Linked DNA regions of Anas platyrhynchos: region 1 is linked to region 2. Evidence: chromatin contacts called from public Hi-C data. All regions are on one chromosome and are shown on one strand. Each heading gives the region's core, a stretch centred on a gene start, on an enhancer-like site or on the middle of the called end of the contact. The rest is flanking DNA. Distances are from core to core; before and after follow the strand shown. Region 1 overlaps FAM241A (family with sequence similarity 241 member A). Region 2 overlaps ZGRF1 (zinc finger GRF-type containing 1).

Region 1 (6,431 bases), core at 790-3,289, 130 kb after region 2:
CATTCTGTTCAAACTCTGTGATGACCTTCCTGGTTCGGAGGAGTAGTCGGCACCAGCACTGCATTTTGAGGCTTGAAGGAAATGTTTGAAGCATGATTGTTACAGTTATATGATCCTTAGTCTTTCAATTAGAATTCAGTATTCTTCCTATCTGACTGTCTTTAAAATTATAAAATATAAAATGATGAGGTTGCACACTAAAAAGCTTTTACTAGGAGCTTTTACTACGGTTTTCATTGAGTTTACAAATGCCCCTATAGTCTTGTAAGAAATGCATGTAGGCTTCAACTTTGTTTTTAGTTCTTGCATTGGGATGAAGAATGTGAAAAAAGACATTGCCATTTACAGCTCCAGGACTGAAGGGGGAACCAAGTGTTCACCTATCTCCTTGCTTTGAGCTGGAGTCTGGAAAGGAATATAACGTATCTGGAACCATGTACCAGGGAAATTGGTCTGTGACTTCGTAGTGGTGGTGTTCCTTTGTGATCCTGGGTCAAGAGTCTGGCAGCAGGTGGCATTAGGAGGAGTCCCTAAACATTAAGAAGGCCACCTGCTTCTTGTCACCTTAAAATGTTGTTTCTGAATGCCTCTGTCTTAACCTCATCCTTACTCTCATCCCTGCTCTTTTTTTTTTTTTTTTTCCTCTTTGGGGAAACAATCATAAAACTCTCAAAGATTTATTTTCTTCGGTGCTCTGCAGTTAGTCAGACTCCTGTCCAGAGACCAAGTTCTTTGGCATATGACAAGCACAAGGAGAGAGGAAGCTAAAATACGACTAATAATAATAAAAAAAAAGTTACTGTCCTAGTTTTGGTCACCATGGCAACAATGATGAAATAGTCTTATTCTCAGTTTTAGAATACCACTCCTGTAGTATCTTTTGGAGGGAATTTGGTAAAGATAAGAAATTTTCTCCTTTAATTCCTTTAACAACTAATTACAGTACTAATTCTGGGTTGAGGGCAGAGAAGAAATAGGGTGGAACTAGCAGGATGGGAGAGGAGATGACAGCAAAGAGCATGTTAGAAATTGTTCCTCTGCAGCTACACTTTGCATCAGGAGATGTTCATCTGATGTGTACAGTGGAGATCCATGCAGAGCACTTTCATCGTGGCCAGGAAGAACAATACAATTACATCTCGAGGACCCTAAGCACAGGGGACAGAGGAAATTTTGAAGGAAGCAGCCTCTCTGTAGGCAGGACCTGGGTATCAGTTTTCATTTCAGTGTGTGTTTTTAACAACTCAGCTAAAACTCATCATGAGACCACTGTCAAAGTGCTTGAGATCAGAAATGGCATCCATGTGATTCGAGTATGCTGCTCTGTTTCTGGGAATCGCTTATCACTTGAGTTGCTTATTTCTACAACTGGGCACTGATTGCACCTATGATCTCCAGATCATCATCTGCTCCCAGTGACAGTGCAGGGTCAGGCAGATCCCTGCTGTGCAGTGTAAATTAGTACATGATTGCGCTTCCTTATAGAAAAGCTAATTTAAGCAAATGCCTTGGAAACACTTCTCATTAACAGCATGAAATCGGTCAGAGTAAATGGGACTCTTATGCCAGCTTTGTGCAAGATTAAGCCTTTTATTGTTTCTAAGAAAGAGAACCAGATACTGTAGGTAGCATTTTCTTGTGTTTGTTCTTACAATCATTATTCACTTGCTCACCTACAGCCTTTTTCCAGCTCACTTACAAGCGATTGATATGAAAACCTGCTTTTTCAGCAGAACAACACTTGCCAGGGTTCAGGAAACGTTCAATAATTGTACATGCATGAAGGAGACAGAAACTTTCCCTCTTTAATGAGAAGTAATGTATACAGAGGTGCTTTCAGCAGCCTCTGAGAAGCCTGGAAAAGCAAGCTGAGCAGGACAGCACCAGACGGTTCCAAATTACCCTTGATGCAAACGAACAGAAAAATAAGGCCAAAATGTGGACTGGCTGGACTGGAAATTAAACCTCTTCTCCAATTCCATGTCATCAGCGTGTTGTTCCTAACCACCAGCTGGGACAGTGTCAGAGATCTGTCCGAGCACAAAGGGCTTGGCAGGGCTTCTCTGTGATCTCAGCATCTGGCTTCTGGGAAAGCCATCACCGTCAGAGAGCTGCTGTGAGGGAGAGGAAAGGATGGAAAGGCTCCAGCAGGGAGACCTGCACTTGTATTTCCAGGAGCGTACTGGCTGGGGATACTGGTGTGGGCTCACCGCTGCCAAACGAGGTGGATCTGTTCTACTGGGTTCCAGCTGCCATCAGTGTATTGCACATCACCTGGGCCTTATGCTGCTGCCTTCACCTAAACATGCGCACACATAATCATGCAAACTGGGCAGAATCAAGCGTTTTAAACAACACTAAACTCCAGTTTTTGCACAGATGACTGTTAAAATGGCTGTTTTCAGGCTCAAACTGTGTTTACAGTCTACTGATGTTTTTACACTTAACTAATGTCTGCAGCCTGACTTCTATCTGTTATATTGGGAAAGGAACATCAGACAACACGTGTGCTGGACTAAAACTGCATCAAAATAAGAGTTTATGAACTCTCTACTAGCATATTTTCCAAAAGTGCAGGAAGCTCTTCCAGAATGAATTGTATCACCTGTTTGGCTTGCTCTTTGTCCAAAATTCTGAGTTTGCACCATTCTTACATTTCCCTTTTTCTGCTGCATTAGGTATAAGTCACTGGCACTCATATCTTCTAACAAACCAGATAGAGGGAAAATGTAGTCTGCCCTATACACTGCAAATAGATTTTATTTCCCTAAAGCTTTCACCTAATTGAGGCCAAGCTGTTTTTATTTTAAGTCAATGAAAAAAAAAATCCCATTCCCTTCATTAAGATCAAAATCTTTTCCCTAGAAGATATCTGAGTAGACTGCATTTCCAGAAACACACTGATCATTGCTCAATAGCAGTTTACACCTCATATAATCATATATAAACTTTTCCAGGTGCTTTCAAACAGAGGCCCGATGACAAAGTGCCACCTGGTGGACAAAATTATTTTTTTTTGCTGTTCCACACCTAATTTCACATACTAAAAAATACCTCCTTCCTTCCAGCAATACCTGAGGTACAGAAGCTCCTGGGAAGAAGACCTAAATAAATTATATATATATACATATATATATATATATTTTTTTTTAGAAGTAGTCAAGGCAGTCATCTACTTTTTCTACCATAACTCCTGCAGTCGTGAAGAACGCTGACAGCTGCAGTAGGAGCTGCTCCTGTAGCAGGCATGCAAAATGCCAAGAATGACAGGGTGTGTAGTGTGAGTGCTGGAAACTCATCTTCCTGAAGAGGAAGCCTTTCCTCCTACTGGCTGTTATCACTGTAGCTACAGAACTGTTTTTTACTTCTGGTGTTTTCCTCTAAGCTTCTGTAGGAGCCTGATTTTTTTGCTACGTTATATATTGCTGCTAGAATGGGGCTTGGAGGAAATGGGGGAACCTGGAGCTTCTGAATGATTTACACTTGTTCGAGCTCAATATACACATGGGTTTCATTTTGTGAACTTAGCCAGGTACAGGAACTGCAGCAGTGAATGGGAAATAGATGTCTGAGGGCTTAGTGTATCTGGATCTGTTACACTGAACAAGTTAAACTCTATTAATCACCATCCCTATGAATGCTTGAACCTCAAAAGCTCTGGAGGAAGATGCACGAAACTCCTCACTGGACATTTATAACACAACCTACCCCAGGGATGTTTCTTTCTAACAATGAGAACTGGTAGATATCTCAAACACGATGGCTGAAGTCCTTCTCTACACCTAATTTTTGATATATTTTTATCTCAATCTATAACCATGTTAAAATGTAGATCCTGATAACATTAAAGGCTGCACTCAATCACTAGTAGAGCTCAACATGAATATTAGTGTCCTTCATCATTGAAAATTCTCTGGTCTCCACTACATTGGGCAACTGTGTGGACATATACATATTAGGATTTCTAAAAATGAATGCCAATAATACTACAGCACACATAACTACCATATTTCTGTATCTATATATAAAGCGTAGTGAAGTTGCACAGTCTTATTTAGATCTTAACCACTAGGCGGTAGTATAAGATTAAGTCATGTAAAAATAACTGGTAGTTTTGTATTTATTTTGTAGCAAGCTTCAAAACATACCTGCTCTGTAAGAAGTTTTGTAAAATATTTCATGCTTTTTTATCAAATCAACAAGACACTTCAAACAACAATACTTCTCACAAAATTCTACAGTGGGTTAAAAGTGCAACAGTTAAGGCCGATTTACCACAAGGACATGGGTACATGAAGACCCCGTCTTTTCCCTCATCTTATCTGTTTGTGATTAGTAAAGTTCAAGGGAGCACTACTGAGAAGAGCCTGGGTCCTTCTTTATTCCCTCCCACCAGGTATTTGTACACATTGATAAGATTCCCCTGGTCCTTCTCCAGGCTGAACAGTCCCAGCTCTTCTCATACGAGAGAAGCTCCAGTCCCTTAATCATCCTCAGGGCCCTTTGCAGGACTCCCTCCAGTAAATCCGTGTCTTTTGATTGACTTTTGCTCCTTAAAATAATAATAAAAAAGACATCAACATTGTGAAACAGCCTCACATAATAGTGGATGGTTTGACAGGAAAAAGGACCAACTGCTACATAAAATCTCAGAGTTTCTTACTTTCATTCTGGCTGGTGTTTCAGATGAAAATGGAAATTATGATTTGGGTTTAATATGACAAATTAGTTTGATGAGATTAGAAGCAGAGAAAAGAAAATTATACATCTACAGGATGATTTAATAGCAGAATACAATACATAATGCATTTTGGGAAGCTTTCAGCTGTAATAGAGTAGATCAGCCTGGTTGACTTCCTCTGATGTGTTTGACTTCTGCATGCTTGTGTGATAATGATCGCACTCATTGCCTGCTAAAAAGGTTATGCCAAGGCAAATTTAGGTAAGTACCAAAAAAAGGCCAGGTATGCAGCATTTTGGATCTTTTTCATGCAAATGAAAATAACAGATCTTTCTGCAGCACCGCCTCCCTAGCCTAAAACAATTTCAAACGTGCATTTACTAAAAAGATGTTACACATGCAGCTATGATTTTGATGTTATTTTACCAGCAGATCTGCAGCGGAACTTGAATGGATGCCATAATCATTGAGAAATCTAGGTAATCGAAAAAGAATATGACAGGCAAAGTTCCATGTATTTTGTTTAGCACTTTTTTTTTTTTTTTTTAACCATCCCTTGTTACTACTCTTGACGGCCTGTGCTGACACAGTCAAAATTAGTATCAGAGAAACTGAAAACTTTTCAAGTATATTAATTAATTTACATAAAAAGGTAAAGGATAAATATATAATTTGTGTAGGCTTCTTTGTATAGACTGTTTATGTAACAGACTGTTTTATGCACAGATATTTGAATAAAGATGTTGCAAAAGTCTTGAAGCTTAGGGATAAATTCTATTACCCAGGAGACCTGAATTCATGTTTCTTTTGAGATCCTCATCTAATGTTTTTTTCTGCTCTACCAGGTATGCATAGTTCCTCCTAAAATACATGGGGCTATTGTTTATTTTAGCATTATATTGCGGCATCTCCCTTGGAGTTATTTTTTATTGATGGGGGAATGCAGTGTCTTTTTTTAGATTTCTGTGATTTAAAAATAATTTCTCTGGTGGGAATAGGAATAAAGTACATTATTAAGAAGATTAAAAAGTTTTCTTCAATTTGTACTTCTTTTGCTAAGAAAAGACCAGCTTTCCTTTGCAGAACATTTTTCTTTTTTCTTCCTTTTTTTTTTTTTTTTTTTAAATAAAATAAAATTGCACAGTTGCCAACATCCTTATCAATGTGCATTTTGTAGAGCGCTGTTTGGTTTCAGAGTATTGTAAAATAAATTTTAAACTCAGACTGGACATAAGCCATAAAGTCCAAAGTGAAATAGTAAGGTGTTGAATCTTGGGGTTTGTTTCAGCCCGTTACACAGACAGGAGCCAAATGCTACATGAATAGAATGTGGGGTCACTCTTTTTGAAGAATCAATTCTACAAATGCTCTCATTTGACTGGAGTTATGCCCTTCAAATGCAAACAAATTCATGAAAGCCCACACTCTTTAATTCTGAAGTCTATATATCGGTATGCACAGCCTAGCAAGCATGAAGAGCATTATTATAATTCAACTAAAACTACCTCAGACTTGCAAAACCTTTCCCACAGATACTCATTTCTACTTGCATATTTTGACCTAAATTGGAACCATCCTTGATAAATGTTTGCAAAACCAATCAGACTTCTGTTCATTTTTATTTTAGTGCAGTATTTTTGAATTGTGGGACCTGATCCCTCAAGGAAAATGGAAAGACTCCCAGCACCTCTAATAGTGCAGAATGAGATCATACTGGCTAATATGGAAAAGACTTTTTTCCATCTCCTTT
Region 2 (6,146 bases), core at 827-3,326:
CGAGATGAAACATTAAATAAAATATTATTTTTCTATTGCTGTATATATATTGATTTTTTTTTTTTTTAAACTTCCAGAATGGGCTAGAGATACTGAAATTTATAATTAGAAAGAGGGTCTTTGCACAAAGATACTGTGTATAAAGAGGTTAAAAGTTTAATTTCTAACAAGTTTTTACTTATACTTTCTTGGTACAGTCTCCAGGTTCAGGAAGGCTTCATGAGGATGATACCAACTTTATTGGAGAGGAGAATTTTGAAAAGAAGTCTAACTTTATTAAAGAATCGATAGTAGATCTGTCCCGTAAGTGAAAGTAAAAGTAGAATGGCAGTGATTGGCCTCAGAACAGTTATTCTGCATGACTTCTGTCCTTTGCATATTTTTCCTAGCACTGGCACTGAATGCACACTCTGAAGTTCCACCGTGGGTAATGTCAGGCTCACCTTCATGTTCTGATCCGGGACAAATGCAGTGGTCATCATGGGAAGCTGACAAGGTGTGAGCTAACTGTCTATTGGAGATCTTTTGGGGTTTCTGTCTGTTCATAGCAGCAACTTCATGTTTTATTTGTTACTTTTTTACCTCAACTCTGAGAGATGTTTTATTTGTCTAGAACGACAAGAGAGAGAAAAGTGACAAAAGAGCTATCGTCGGGGTGTTTGTTTCTTGCGTTTTGGTTTTTACCCAGTCATTCACTTGCCTTGTTAATCCTTCATTCTGTAGGTGATTTCATCAGTACAACTGACTTCCCCAGTTTCTCCAGCTTCAGGAAGTAAGGGAACTGTTCAGGACATCCAGACCCCCCTGATTCACAGGAACCTTCCAAGTGATTCTGAACTTTCAGCAAATGTTTTCAGTAAGAAATTCTAATTGCAGTTTACATTGTTTTTCTAGGAAATGTTTGATGATTTTTGAAGCACACTGAGTTGCACTATAAAAAATCTGGGCATTGAAAATACATTGAGATACGTCCTGGTAACTGTAGAGTTCAGTTTGTGTTTGTTACATATTTTTTCATATGTGTGTTTCAGTTTTTAAGCTCTTATTTTTATTTTTATTTCCAAATTAGCTGAATTAGCATGGGATTCCATACTTCCCACCCTGCATCCCCTCTTGTTTTTTCCTGATAGAAACTTAAGTACAATGATGTAGTTTTATTCAAAAAAAATAATAAATCTTCCAGTGTGCAGGGGTGAAAAAGGCTGTAAGCTAAGCTTCTAATTCATAGTAATGTTTTCATTCATTTACCTGCTTTAGCTGAAATCCATATTCAGCTGCCCGCTGACCCACTTCCAGTGATGACGTGGACACCTGTCATTGACTGTCACTTCTTATTGATAATGAATTTAGCCAACAGGATGCTTGTGGTACTAGGAATGTATTGATCCCCATCGGTTAATATTAATTTTGCACAGTTTTGTGGGTGATTCTTTTGGAAAAAGGAAGAGATGTTAAACCGATTGCTTTCCAGATGGCAGCTGTCACTGACCTACCAACAATATCAGTTTAATAACCTCCAAAGCAAATTAATGTTTAAATAATTTCTACCAACCATTTACTTTTATTAAGTAGAGTGCCTGCAGAAATGTGTTTGGGATATATGGATTTACATATTAAAGGATCACATTTGAAATCACTCATTTTATATGGAAATTTAGTAGGGCACTCTACAGGCACAGTAAAAAGAGCTTGTCAATTAGAAGTCAGGATGTAAAACGAAGAGCTTGGAATTCTTTCTTTATCATAGTTTTTTGTGCATCTGAAATTAATGTGCTATCTGGAAGTGCTACGAGTTACTTATGGGACGTATTTGCTCTACAGCATGGGAGAAACACAGCTATCCAGAGGAACGCAGCCCTGCAAGACTCAAACCCACAGTTAAAACACGAACTCCACTTGTCACTGTTCCTGCCACTGAGAAGATTCCCAATGTGGAATTTTTTCTAACCGACAGTGAGAAGAGTCAGCAATCTTCTGGTTCTTCAGCCGTCAGTTTTAGCAGCAAGTCAGCAGTGTTTCCTATCAGTGCTCCTGGCCCTGAGGACAGGAATTATGAAACCTCCGTGTTTGGAGAGTATATGGAAGACAGACAAAGGGAATCTGTACAGCCGGTGTTCCCTAATGTGACTTCGCACTGTAGACAAAGCAAGTGGTTGAAATATCAAAGCAGTGCTCAGTGTGACTTGATAACTCAAAACAGCGATGATGTGGAAGTGATGGATGGCATCTGTCCTGAGAGCATCCTCGGAATGCTGCTGGGTGACACAGGAGAGAGCCAGAGCAGCGCTGTGAATGAAAACGCTCCCGGCCCAGCGCCTCTGCAGACAGCAAAGAGCATGCTTGGTAAATGTGGTGCAAAGAGCAGCAGCCAAGATTCGATTTCAGAGAGGAAGTTACTTTCTCTGCACTTAAGTCAGGCTCCTTTAGGTGAGCCTACACAAAAGGTGTTAAGTCACCTGAGCTGCCACACTGTAACAGGAGATGTCCAGGTGTGTAACTGTTCAAGCAGATAGTTTAACTGACAGAAACACATTTTTCTGGACAAAGCAATTCCTTTTTCCGACTTCCTGCAAGATATTATCAGTATGATTGGATGAAATGGTTCTATATGTGTAGTAACTCAAGAGTCTCTGCTGCAGAACAGCAGCTGCTAATGATTTTTTTTAGGTGATGTGACTAATCCTTTGCAAAGGTAATTCCTTGGTGTACATTGGCACCAGATTTAGACTTCTAGTCCAAATGTTGATGGCAGGAAGATGAAACAAAATCCATTGGACTGATTTGCAAGAATATGTTTTTAAGAAGTGTTTTTCTTAATTGCGAAAGAGCAACATTTTCGTGAATGCCCATATCTTGCTTCAAAGCATAGTCTCTAATTTTGAAATATTTTAAACATCATCAGTTTTAATCACGAAAAAGCAAATTATGGCCTTGAATAAGGGCCTAAAAATCAGCAGTTAGTGCACCTGTTTGCGAACGGTAGACTATTTAAAAAAAAAAAAGGAGTAAATTGGGGGAAAAAAAACAAACAACAACAACAAAACAAAACAAAGAATCAAAAAACTGTGTTTTTAAAAATGCAGGCTGTTCTTTCAGGGCCAAATTTTAACTTCGGCGTACATCCTAAATGATAGCTCAAGCTCACCCTGCTGCAGCTCCATGCGTACTGAATTTTACTGCTGTTGGCAGTCTTACTGAGTTTATGTACTTCCAGTTAACAAAATCCACAAATTTGTGAAAAGGAAGATTATATTTTGCTTTTAGAAAACTGGTTCTTCTTCAGCAGGCTTCATTTTGAAACTTCTGGTTGCAGAACGAGGCCCTGAAATTTTTCTGTTGGTTATAGTCATTATTGAGAATCCAATATACACTTGGGGAAAAAAAAAAAAGAAAAAGAGAAGAAAAACTACTTTTGGTGCATCTGTACGGTAGCCATTTATCCAAATTTGTCTCACTCAGGGTTTTGAAAACTTTTAACAGTTCTTTTTTAATTGTTGTTGTTTTTTAGGAAATAACAGTTTCTGAGTTGTCTTTTCCTAATGTGGACAAGGTAAAATATGCTAATCTTCCTAAAAGAAAGATTGCCATACCAATTGTATTTCAGTCTCATGTTCACTACAAACAGATTTTTAAAGCTGCTTTGACAGGTATGTCTAACACCATGCAGTATAAAATGCTGTCATTTTTAAGCAATGTATTTCTGAAGCTTTACAAAACAGGGCGAGAGGGAGAGAGATCGTCAGCATCATCTGTTGGAAGGACTGTTAGCATTTGGATTTGCATATCTATCTATAAAAAATACTCAAATATATTCAGCCTATACCAGAAATTGTAAAGACAAAACAAAAGATCAATACTCTTCTTTTCAACTATGTAACCTTGCTCCTGTTTACCAGTCTATGGTCCTACCTCAGCTGCTGCTACTTCTTTTTTTTTTTTTTTTAATGTACATTTATTTAGTGTTTGTATCGTTTGGAGTTACATGATTTGTATGAATGTAAGGCAGTTAGAACAAGTTGGTTTTATGTGCAGAATGTGAAGTTTGCAGGCCACATGGGTTCTTTTAGAACTCAGATTAAGTATTTTCATTTTTGTTTAAAAATGAAAGTTTCAAGTGAAATGTATTTGAATGCTGTGTACCTGTGTAAGCATTTCAGGGCTGTACTAATTGCTCTTTTATTCTCCTTTCTATGTCAAGAACATTTAAACATAATGCTTTTTGAGTTGTCACAAAGATTACACAATGCTCTTTCCAAAGTGGATGTATCATTTTACACTTCACTGAAAGATGGGCAAAGTGAGAGCAAAGAAAGCGGTGTCCTACTCTGCAGTCATATGCGTCCTGCAAAGCTTGTTACTGTGAAAAAAGAAGGTCAAAACAAGGTGCTTTTTATTCCTTGCTTGTTTACAGTTCCGGGTGTTTGTCTGTTTGTCATGTAGACCATATGGTTTGAACAGTTACCGGGCAATTCTGCATGATTTACAATTATAGCTTAAAGTGATGTGTTAGAGATCACTTTTAAGACCAGTTGCAGTATCTGCTCATGTCCAGCACTGCTGATGTAATAGCTCTTTCCACTCAGAAAGTGTTTTGTATATGTGAAAATCTTGAATTCATAGTTTTTTTAGGTTATGTTGGATTTTTGTAACCCATGATTATGCAGGCTGGCTTTGGAAACTTCGAATTTCACAGAACACCCTTATTTTTTCAGCTAAATATGCTGAAATCTCAGATTTTTATCTGCTTATTTGTATAGCAGCTGGTACTGATCATGTGCTTTACTTTTCCTTTCTGCTTGTTCATTTTATAGTGTTAATTGTCTTTTTTTGCTTTCTTTTTTTTTTTTCTTTCTTCCTTCCTAGGGTCGTTTGTTCTATGCCTGTGATGCCCCAAGAGCTGAGCGGTGTTCATTTTTCAAGTGGATAGAAGAAGTAAATCCTGCACAGATAAAATCCAGGCCTAGTGTAGTGCTTCATGATATAAAAAGTATTGGGACGTACCTCCGAAGTCAAAAGATTTCTGTCTTTGAGGGATGCCAGCTTTTGGTGAGGTATTCCGAAATGATATAAACCTGTTATGTGAATTGCAGGATTTATAAGAATTCTAGTAACTCTGGATTTCGAGAACATTTAACAGGTACATTCAGTAACTGTGTTTAAAGAGCTTGCAGTTCTGTGTACAAGTGTAAAAGCCAAATAAGTGAAGGATTAATTCTCGCAGTAGTGGCATTTCAGGTCAGTACTCTTTTCAGCAAGAATCAAAACTGCTTACCATCAGTTTTATCAGCTACTTAATGAAAACCCTTATGGGTTGTGTTTGAATTACCCTTCATTTAATCTTTCGTAAGAGAATTTGCAATAGACTTTGATTTATTCTCCTAGTGATGCTTTTCAAAATAGATGTATAACATACATATTCTAATTGTAATGTTGGAGTTTTATTTCTAAGGCTCCTCTGTGCTGCTTAACTGTCAGGGAAAGAATTTAACTGCGCTGAATATCAGAGAAGTACTTCTCAGCAAGATTTAAATATATGCATCTCAACTAATATAACAAGATGAACAGCCAATGTCTGTGGGGTATAATTTGGTCCTGTCTGTGGGGCTTTCTTATTTTTTCGTTTGGGAGCCTGAAATTAATTACACGCTTTTTCTTAAAATTACAATTTAACAGGAAAGCATATGAAATTCAAACACAACGGTGTAGTAAGTTAAAGAAATTTATGAATGTACATGCGAAATTTGATGGTGATTCTAAAAATAAATTGTACCTCAAACTAAGCAGAAAGGAGCATTATTCTATCTATAGCAAAGGTAAGCGAACCTTAAGCATTGGAAGAATAGTCCATGTTTAGATTCATGTTGTGCCTTTTGAAGTTCTGAATTCTAATTAAAACCTCAATCCCTTTTCTGAATGCATGAGAACTCCGAGAATGCAAGTATGATTCTAGAAGGGCAATGAAGTATCTTATTTCATCTTTTTTTGCAAATGTTCAAATAATTAAAAAAAAAAAAAAAAGCAAATTCCATGTCCTTAGGTTTAGAGTGCGTGAATTCCATGAAAAGGTGAAGTGTGTTGAATTGATACTTTTATCTTACTAGTTTGTTAATTTTGCTCTAGAAGATTATGTAAAGGAAATTAGGGAA

What was found. A called contact is a pair of places that touch in the nucleus more often than the background predicts.
Region 1: a Hi-C map of skeletal muscle shows a contact between it and region 2, with 1.9 times the contacts expected there. The contact joins two enhancer-like sites. A contact is called at or near these places in 2 of 8 Hi-C or Micro-C datasets (skeletal muscle and subcutaneous adipose tissue).

The regions. Positions count from the first base shown.
Region 1 is chr4:6,670,727-6,677,157 of IASCAAS_PekinDuck_T2T, forward strand. The region is part of intron 3 of FAM241A (family with sequence similarity 241 member A); the gene reads right to left. Among named protein-coding and RNA genes, the nearest start is that of AP1AR, 40 kb to the left of the region's middle. Within about 2 kb of position 2,040, at least 1 of the 8 cell types and tissues checked has an H3K27ac peak or open chromatin away from gene starts, as enhancers often do.
Region 2 is chr4:6,538,430-6,544,575 of IASCAAS_PekinDuck_T2T, forward strand. It overlaps ZGRF1 (zinc finger GRF-type containing 1), which reads left to right. Exons shown (of 29, transcript XM_038178366.2): 10 at 198-303; 11 at 390-496; 12 at 724-856; 13 at 1,822-2,489; 14 at 3,509-3,647; 15 at 4,199-4,383; 16 at 4,864-5,051; 17 at 5,674-5,813. Among named protein-coding and RNA genes, the nearest start is that of ZGRF1, 9.6 kb to the left of the region's middle. Within about 2 kb of position 2,077, at least 1 of the 8 cell types and tissues checked has an H3K27ac peak or open chromatin away from gene starts, as enhancers often do.